3 separate regions of the Mus musculus genome follow, and all the other regions are linked to region 2. The links are chromatin contacts, called in public HiChIP or PLAC-seq maps. All regions are on one chromosome and are shown on one strand. Each heading gives the region's core, a stretch centred on a gene start, on an enhancer-like site or on the middle of the called end of the contact. The rest is flanking DNA. Distances are from core to core; before and after follow the strand shown. Region 1 has its middle 33 kb from the start of Ptgs2os2. Region 2 overlaps Pla2g4a (phospholipase A2, group IVA (cytosolic, calcium-dependent)). Region 3 has its middle 59 kb from the start of Pdc.

Region 1 (2,700 bases), core at 197-2,696, 360 kb after region 2:
ATCCATTGTAATCAATTGTTGTATGTCTGGTACAGAAAGGTCTAGTCTCACATAAGTAAATACTTGGGAGGAAGAGAATCAATTTTTTAGTTAATCATAGGTATTCTTTGTATTCAAAACTTGACAAGTGTTTTCTCTTCTTTATTTTATATTTTGTTTTGAAAAACTATTCCTATGGGCATACCTTCACACTAAAGTTTGTTTCTTTCTCTTATACTTTAATGATTCACTTAATGCTACATTATAGCTGAGGGGTCTCCAGTCTAAACTGTAATGATCCTTTCTTAGACCTCTTAGGTTTGTTTGTTTGTTTGTTTTTAATTGGCATTTTGTATTTTGCTTTCTTTGGGACAGGGTCTTAAGTAGCCTAGGCTATCATAAAAACCTTGCCATAAATACAGAAGTGGATGCTCACAGTTATCTATTGGGTGGAACACAGGGTCCCCAATGAAGGAGCTAGAGAAAGTACCCAAGGAGTTGAAGGGGTCTGAAACCCTATAGGAGAAACAATATGAACTAACCAGTACCCCCAGAGCTTGAGTCTCTAACTGCATATATAGCAGAGGATGGCCTAGTCGGCCATCAGTGGGAGGAGAGGCCCTTGATCTTGTCAAGATTATATGCCCCAGTACAGTGGAATGCCAGGGCCAGGAAGTGGGAATGGGTGGGTTGGGGGGCAGGGCAGGGGAAAGGTATAGGAGATTTTCAGAGAGGAAACTAGGAAACGGGATAGCATTTGAAATGTAAATGAAGAAAACATCTAATAAAAAACAAACAAACAAACAAAAAAAACTTACCATAGTCAATGATGACCATGAACTCATGAACTTCTGGTCCTCTGCCTCTACCTCCCTAGAGGATGGCCTTGTTGGGCATCAATGAGAGAAGAGGCTCTTGGTCCTGCCTGTGAAGGCTTGATGCTCCAGTTTAGGGGAATTTCAGGATGGGAAGGTGGGAGTGGGTGGATGGGTGGAAACACACCCTCATAGAAACAGGAAGAGGGGAATGGGATAGGTGGTTTCTTGGGGAGGGGGATTGGGAAAGAGAATAACATTTGAAATATAAATAAATAAAATATCCAATTAAAATTTAAAAAAAAAACAAAAACAAATATATCCTATTATATGGGCTCCATGCTGCCCTGGGAATCAAATTAAGGTCTTTGTGCATGCTAGGCAAGCAGCCTCCGACTGAGCTACATCACCAGAGAGCTCATAGTATTTTTTAACATATTATTTCCCAAGGGCTTGCCCTATAAAAATACCATCTGGGCCTTCCTTTCTCCATCAGAATATTGTGTAAACCAAAAAGTTTTCATTCAAAACCACGGTAGGGAGTACACACTGGGCAAGAGAAAGACAAATGGTACTTTCTTGAGCACGCAAGGAAATGTAGGGCAATAAAACCTGTTTACACATCCACTTCCTGTATTGCCATATCAGTTCTTCCATCATGATAAACCACCCATACAGATGACTAACTCTAGCATCTTTGTGCATTAAAGCCAGATGCCATCACAGTCTTTAAAAAAAGAAAAAAAATTCCAGAGTCCTTTGTATAACTTTCAACCATGTATATTCTTGCAGGCAAATCCTTAATAAACCATTACTTCATGAAGTGACCTCACACCCCAACTTCTTGAACTCTGAGCATCAATTAAGTCAACATGATGCATATTGGGGAAAACCCCATACATTTTCTGTGTCTGATGATTTCCTAATCGCGCCTTTATTATTTTTAAACATTAGTCAGCTCCATGTTATAATCTTCAGCTACAAAGAATGGTTTCCTAATCTGGATGTGAAGACAGAAGGCTTAATCAGAAAAAGTAAAAATTCAGTTTCAAGTTGTATTCCTCAGAATAGAAATGACAAAGTCTTGAAAATGTAAATATTACTACTCAGAAGGAAGCCTGCCTACAACTGCAGAGCAGTGCTTTTCTCTATGTTCAAGAAGTAAAGAGTAATCTTCAGTAAATCTTTGAAAATACCTCGGTTTCTCATCTTACAAAGAAGAGCCCAGCTTCCCAACTACAGCTATGAAAGTTCTAAATATGGCAGATACAAAACATACACAATGCACTGAGCAGAGGGTCTTTAGGGATTAAGGAGGTGGCTCAGTGGATAAAGGTTCTTGTCACCAAGCCTAGAGACCTGATTCAATCCTCAGAGCCTAAATGAAAACCAACTCCTGCAAGGTTTGTCCTCTGACCTTCGCACACGCATCACAGCTACCCTCCTCAAAGGCAAGTAGGGCTGTGTGAGTTGGGTTAGAACAGACCTCCTCTGTCTCTGTCTGGTTAGAGCAGGCTGCCTCTGGCCCTGGTTAGAGCAGTTCACATGGAATTACAGGCAGAGCTGTGGGGTCATTGAGCAGTTATGCTAATCTGTTAAGGGTACAGGTGGAGGTGCAGACTGGAAGGGTGAAGGGGATCCAGCAGAGGGGGATAGATCCCACCACTTTTGGGTTCTGTGTGGGTTCCAGTTGTCATGTATATTAGGGTAAGGGTCTCACCTTTGTCCCTAGAAAGCAGACCTCCTGGAGATAGACAGGATTGTAGGGTTGGGAAGCAAACATGCCAATCTGCCATGGGTGCAGGTGGAGGTGCGGATCAGAAAGGGCCATAGTAATTTCATATTCAGTTTTATGAGGAATGAGGATAAATTTATATTAAGGAAATGCTTTAACCTTTAAATTATT
Region 2 (2,881 bases), core at 160-2,659:
ACCCATTGGTAGAAACCTCTATTTCTTCCAGAGTGGCTAGTTAAATATGCTGTCACATTACCAAACCAAAACAAACCAAAACAAAAACAAAAACAAAACAAACAAACAAACAAAAAACCTAAAAACAAAATAACAGAAAAGAATTTATCCTGAAGAAACTTGAGTCTTTCATATGGTTAAAAAATATTGTTAGTCTCTGCTTGTAGAACCAGAGTCAAATATTACAGAGTCTTTTAATTACATGTTGGCAGAATGCATTTACCCATACATAAGAGAGACATAACACATTCTGGGCTTCAGATCTATTGAAAAAGACTTGAGTCAAAGGCCTCCTTGGCCCATTCATGTCCAGGTTCTGTGAAATAGATGAAAATCAGCCTACACACTTCAGATTGTTTCTTCTTCTTTAAAGATTTACGTATTTTATTTTATGTGTGTGAGTATTTTGCCTGCATACAATTGCACTATGTGTATGCAGTGTCTCTGGAGTGTGGAAAAGGGAGTTGGATCCCTTGTAAATATTTATAGACAGTGCATGGGAACCAAACCTGAGTCATCTGCAAGAAGATCAAGGACTCTTAACTGCTGACCCGTCTCTCTACTCCTGGCTTCTTTAAGACAATAATAACGTTATTAATCTTAGGTTGCTAGGAATTGGAGAATATTGCTAGAAAGTGCTGTGGACAGTGACTAGCACATAGAGAAATATCCTGCAACAGACATGTGCTCATACCATTGCTTATAAACTGTGTGTGATGAAAGTTAGGAAGCTATAAAGCTTATAAGAAGTCAATATGGGCAAGAATGGGCTCATTACACTGTGTGAACTGGCAAATCAATCCTGCTATTCAAATGACCTTCTGTATTTACTTTTAATAGTCTCTGTCTTTCTAGATTCTGGCTGGCTGCCATGTTACCAGTCAGTTCTGCTCCTTCACGCAGATGTATACCCTTGGTGCAGGGAAGGGTAAAACAGCCATCCAAAATGCTTTAGAACAGAAAAGACCCAGGGAATAGTACACTTGTGATGGCTGTCTGACTCTCTCTATCACACACACACACACACACACACACACACAGAGAGAGAGAGAGAGAGAGAGAGAGAGAGAGAGAGAGAGAGAGAACAAAGTTTGGAGACCAAGATTTTTTTTAGCTCAATTGGTAGACTATTTGCCTAATGTATATGGGGGCACTGTGTTCAATATTTTACACTATAAGAAAATAAGGAAGATAGAAAAAACTAGCAATGTTGGTATCACAGAGATATAATGAGATATGAATGGGAGATATATATTCATTCTAGGGTTTGCCTTTATAACTAAAAATCCAAGTCATTTGGGATAAGAGTGTGCAAGTTGAACCACTAGATGGCATATTAACACTATGAAAGCACTGAACAGGCTTCTGTTTCCTCATAAAACAGCCCTACTGCCGCCCTGGGAACCTAATGCTTCCAGGCCAAGAAAAACTTAGTATTAAATCACTTGCTAATTGTAAAGCTTTTAGAAGCTACGTGACACATCTGGATGAATCTAAAATGTCTTATGTAGTATCTGTATCTTTCTATCTTTTTTTTAAGCCAGGAATGACCTTAGAGGGTTTGTATAATTGCTTCTCTCCCTCCATGGGGTTTCAGATCCTCCCTTGCCAGTTTATTCCAATAATATCCATTGTTTCCTAACCTTCTGTATCCTCACTGCTTGTCCCAAGTATTATCCATGCCATCTTCTTCTACACCATTCAAGAGCTTTCCAATTTCTTTTTAAAAAAACAGTTCCCTTAATACTACAGCATTTTCAGTAGATAAGTAAAAAAAAAATTTTAAACTTGGAAAAGAAGATCTTCCTCCCTTCCACCGAAATGAATGATTTTTGAGGGGTCTATAGACAAATTGAGATGCTTATAGTATCAAATTAAAAACAGCAGTCCAGGAGAGAATGTTATGGTGTAACCTTACAGAGAAGACACACCTTTAGAGAGGAATAAAAATAATTACCATCATAAGAAGCAACTACTATTTTCATAAAAATTACTGTGAGGCTCCTGACTAATGTTTGATTTTATGTAAGTCTGAAATACCATGAAAACCAGGACTGTTAGTGTTTGACCACAGCACTGAGACTATGAAAGGCATATAACAAATATTTTCTAGATTAATAAACGCCCAGATAAACCATGAGGAAAATATAACTGGAGTTAAACACATATTATTTCATAAGCAGAGGAGGCAAGCAATTTTCTCCATGAATAACCATATAAAGCTAAGAATGGAATGCTGTGGTAAACGCAGGACATATGAAACACATGGAAACTGGTTGGCTTGGTTGGAAAAGAAAGTGAATGTAGAACACTAAGTAACAAGGCCACTTGGGAGAGAAATGGTTGACAGAGAAAAGAGTAAGGAAGATTTATGCCTTAAGCTCAGTCCCCACTCCAAAACTGTGACTTCTGGCATTTTTTCTAGTTTTTTTTTTTTTTTACTTGATTCCTATGCCTATAAATTCACACACACACACACACACACACACACACACTTAGATCTATCCATCATGCTTCTTTGGCTGGTTTTAAGTGTTGAATGTTTAGGAGAAAATATTTGGTTAATAAAGGTATTCATACTTTTGTTTTTGTTTTTGTTTTTTGGGTGTTTTTTTCTTTTCTTTTCTCTGAAACAGAGTTTCCTGAGAGAAAACTCAGGAACCTCTTACCTTAGCTTCCTGAGTGATAAGATTGCAACCTGGGCTTTTGGTTCTTTGGTGCTCTATGTCTCTGTGTCTTTGAACATAGCCTGGCACATCTAGTAATAAAGACACATTGAACCAATGTACAAATGAGATAGGATAAGGTCACACAGGGCATGAAAGGCAGATTAGTGTGGGGG
Region 3 (2,826 bases), core at 299-2,798, 430 kb after region 2:
CCAGGTGGAATTCCCAACATGCAAATGTTACCTCACTACTGTCTATAAGTCCATTTCTACATGATCCAACACCCTCTTCTGGACTCCAGAGGCACCAGAAATGTGCAAGGTACACAGATGCACAAGCAGACCAGATGACTAATTAAGCAATATCAAAAAAATTAAAATTTCACAAAAAAGTAGAAATATATTAAATTTAGAGAGAAGTAAATCACGAAACAATTATGAGGTAGAAGAAATTGAGAGCCACAAACACAGAGGCAGTAGTTGAAGTCACGAGATGCATGAAGCAGGTAAAATGAACAAGGAGAAGGAACCAGAAAAGACACGCCCCACAAAAGCCCCACTAATGGTGGGACACTGATATCGAGTAGCTTGTAAGTAAAGGCTGAGAAGAGATATCCAGAGTCACATAAGAACCAAAACAAAATAGGTAGGGAAACGATGGGTGTCAGGGTTAAAAGATGGAGCCAGGAAGGCCATACTGGTTGTCTAACAAGGGACATGAAACAAGGGTCTTTAATTTAGAATGTAGGTTCTTTTCAATGATGTTGCCTAGAGCAAATGGGTTCATGTGTCTTATAAATCTGGAGTAGTTACAGAGAAGGGAAGGCAGGGACTGAATGCACTGGATGTAAAAATTACAGAAGAACTAAGAGGCAGAGATATACAACTTGACAGAGTTAGTGAAAATGAAAAAATGTTTTGAAAAAATTGCCTTTCCAACATTCAAATGCGAATTGAGACTAAATACTAACCTCACAGACTGTTAACTGGTAGCCCTCTGTGCTGGCTATGTACAGTGAGAAGCATCCTGTCATCAATAGGAATACAATAAAATTTATGGTGTCTGTTCTGTTTCACTTAACTGATACCCCTTTCCTTTGTGATATCTGTAACATTTAATGGCACTCAAACACTTTACGTGTAATTCTCAGTTCATTTGGCTGGTAGTGTGGAGTATAGGGACTTCAACTGACTGGTTGCTTCTCATTAGTAAAATGTCTGCCACGTCACCTAGTAATCCTTAAGAAATATATCTGTAAAGTAAATTAATAAGGACTAGATTTATTCTAACTACAACTGGCTAAATTCATCCTACATCCATGTTATACCCCAAAGATATTAAACTATAAAAAGTTGTTTTCTTTATGGAAATTAAGATCATGTCCCTGAGTCCAATATAGTAAATATATTTTCTTTTGTTTTTAGTTTTTATAAGGTGAATATTTTCAGTGGTTCAAGTTTCTATCATTGTTCATTCCTTGAGCATAAATTTTAAAACTACTCAAAACTGCCTAGTTGATCTAGACAGTCATACCCACTGCTGTTCAGCCCAGCAGATGACTAAAGCTAAGTCTAGCAAGTTTACCGAAAGCAATGCAAGTGGAAAAAAGGAAAAATTCACTTGATATTTGAAGTGGAAAAGTAAAACATGAGTCGGCTTTAAATTGTATTTTTAATATGCTTCGTATTTCCTAAGCTATAATTTTAGTGACTCATCTGAAATTATTGTGTCTGTGTTATTCAGGGAATCTCAGAAAAATGTACAGTCACCACTGAGCCCTCAGTAAATCAGGTATGGGGTTTTATGATATCTGTCCTACAGTAGTCAAAGCATTATCTGTGCTTATCTCCCAAGGCTAGTCAACATCACTTGGAGAATGAATCAAGCCATCTCCTTGAAAGAACTTAGCAATTTCCTGTGCCCAGATTGCAACACTATGGCTTGGCTTGTTTGTTAAGACACTAAAACTAGGACAATTTCTCTAATTATACCATATTACCCTTTATGTGCAAAATCAGTGGTGCTCAACCAGGGGCTACTGGGGTGTCTGACATTGATGACAATAATATTTAGAGATATTTTGGTTGTTGTAACTAAGGTGGCAACAGGTTTCCTATAGACATTTGGTGGATTCAGTTCAGAAATGTCAAAAAAATTCTCAGATGACCAGGGGAGTCCCCACAACAAGCAATCACCCAGTCCAAGAGATCAGTAGCATCAAAGTATGTGCTGAAACTGGTTTCTCAGCTTTCCGAGGACCCTCAGCATCCTTGGAAGCAAATCTCAATGCATTACCTTTGCATAGCTTTTCCTAAATCAACGTGCAGTACTAGCTTCACTGACTAAACTTCCTACCTATACATTAGATTTGATTTCATGGTGACTCATCTTGACAAACCAGTGAGAAATTCAAAGTTCAGGCTTGCTGCTGACACTTGTTTTTCCCTGATTATAATTTGAGTTCTATTATAAAAACCATTTCATAGATTTCCATTTCAAGAAATTTACTCTACAATAATCTACCTTTCTACCCTGCCTTTTTAAACTTCTCCAAACTTCATCGCCTGTACCAGTGGTAGCACAGATAATGTGTTAAAAAGTGTGAAGGAGCAGCTAAGTATTTTATTGTTCTTCTAGCAAAAATGTTTAAATAATATTTCTAGAAAGTCATATGGCCAATGTCAATTACTGAGTCACTTTAGTAAAAATAAATACACATTAAAAGGCTATATAGTATGGCCTCCAATATCAGCTAAAACTCTACCTCTAAATAAAATTGAAAACCTTGGTCTATTTTTTTCATCCACTTGCAAGCCAGTGATCATACCAACGACACCTATAAAAGGAACAAATGAAAGCAAAGGAAAGCTCCAAGTTAAAATAAAGTAGAGTTTATTAGCAATATTCTCATTCAAATGGTTGTCCTTGGTGGAGGGTCCTTTAAGAAGTAATCACTATATTAATTGACCATTATTTCCCTGGCTCTGAACAATCTCTTAATACATTTTTTAAGTGCAAAGATTCTCCAATATATATGG

What was found. HiChIP or PLAC-seq counts read pairs in DNA pulled down with a chosen protein or histone mark.
Region 1: a contact with region 2 is called in an SMC1A HiChIP or PLAC-seq map of the NIH/3T3 cell line, with 6 times the contacts expected there. The contact joins two enhancer-like sites. A contact is called at or near these places in 1 of 39 promoter capture datasets (hippocampal neurons), 2 of 15 datasets of contacts at CTCF or cohesin (both in the NIH/3T3 cell line), 46 of 484 Hi-C or Micro-C datasets (the AML12 cell line, the C2C12 cell line, the C3H10T1/2 cell line and 22 more), 6 of 115 datasets of contacts at active chromatin or transcription factors (the NIH/3T3 cell line, bone marrow-derived dendritic cells, bone marrow-derived macrophages and 3 more) and 2 of 9 other capture datasets (bone marrow-derived macrophages and macrophages).
Region 3: a contact with region 2 is called in an H3K27ac HiChIP or PLAC-seq map of embryonic fibroblasts, with 29 read pairs. The contact joins two enhancer-like sites. A contact is called at or near these places in 8 of 15 datasets of contacts at CTCF or cohesin (the G1E-ER4 cell line, the NIH/3T3 cell line, embryonic stem cells and 5 more), 35 of 484 Hi-C or Micro-C datasets (3T3-L1-derived adipocytes, the C2C12 cell line, the CH12 cell line and 23 more) and 5 of 115 datasets of contacts at active chromatin or transcription factors (the NIH/3T3 cell line, bone marrow-derived macrophages, embryonic fibroblasts and 2 more).

The regions. Positions count from the first base shown.
Region 1 is chr1:150,196,290-150,198,989 of GRCm38.p6, forward strand. No RefSeq gene overlaps it. Among named protein-coding and RNA genes, the nearest start is that of Ptgs2os2, 33 kb to the left of the region's middle. Within about 2 kb of position 1,447, at least 16 of the 459 cell types and tissues checked have an H3K27ac peak or open chromatin away from gene starts, as enhancers often do. A contact at or near this core is called in the NIH/3T3 cell line and pancreatic cancer cells, where this site is marked.
Region 2 is chr1:149,831,767-149,834,647 of GRCm38.p6, forward strand. The region is part of intron 17 of Pla2g4a (phospholipase A2, group IVA (cytosolic, calcium-dependent)); the gene reads right to left. Among named protein-coding and RNA genes, the nearest start is that of Gm23535, 130 kb to the left of the region's middle. Within about 2 kb of position 1,410, at least 22 of the 459 cell types and tissues checked have an H3K27ac peak or open chromatin away from gene starts, as enhancers often do. A contact at or near this core is called in the C2C12 cell line, the NIH/3T3 cell line, embryonic fibroblasts and 2 more, where this site is marked.
Region 3 is chr1:150,258,888-150,261,713 of GRCm38.p6, forward strand. No RefSeq gene overlaps it. Among named protein-coding and RNA genes, the nearest start is that of Pdc, 59 kb to the right of the region's middle. Within about 2 kb of position 1,549, at least 9 of the 459 cell types and tissues checked have an H3K27ac peak or open chromatin away from gene starts, as enhancers often do. A contact at or near this core is called in the C2C12 cell line, the NIH/3T3 cell line, embryonic fibroblasts and 1 more, where this site is marked.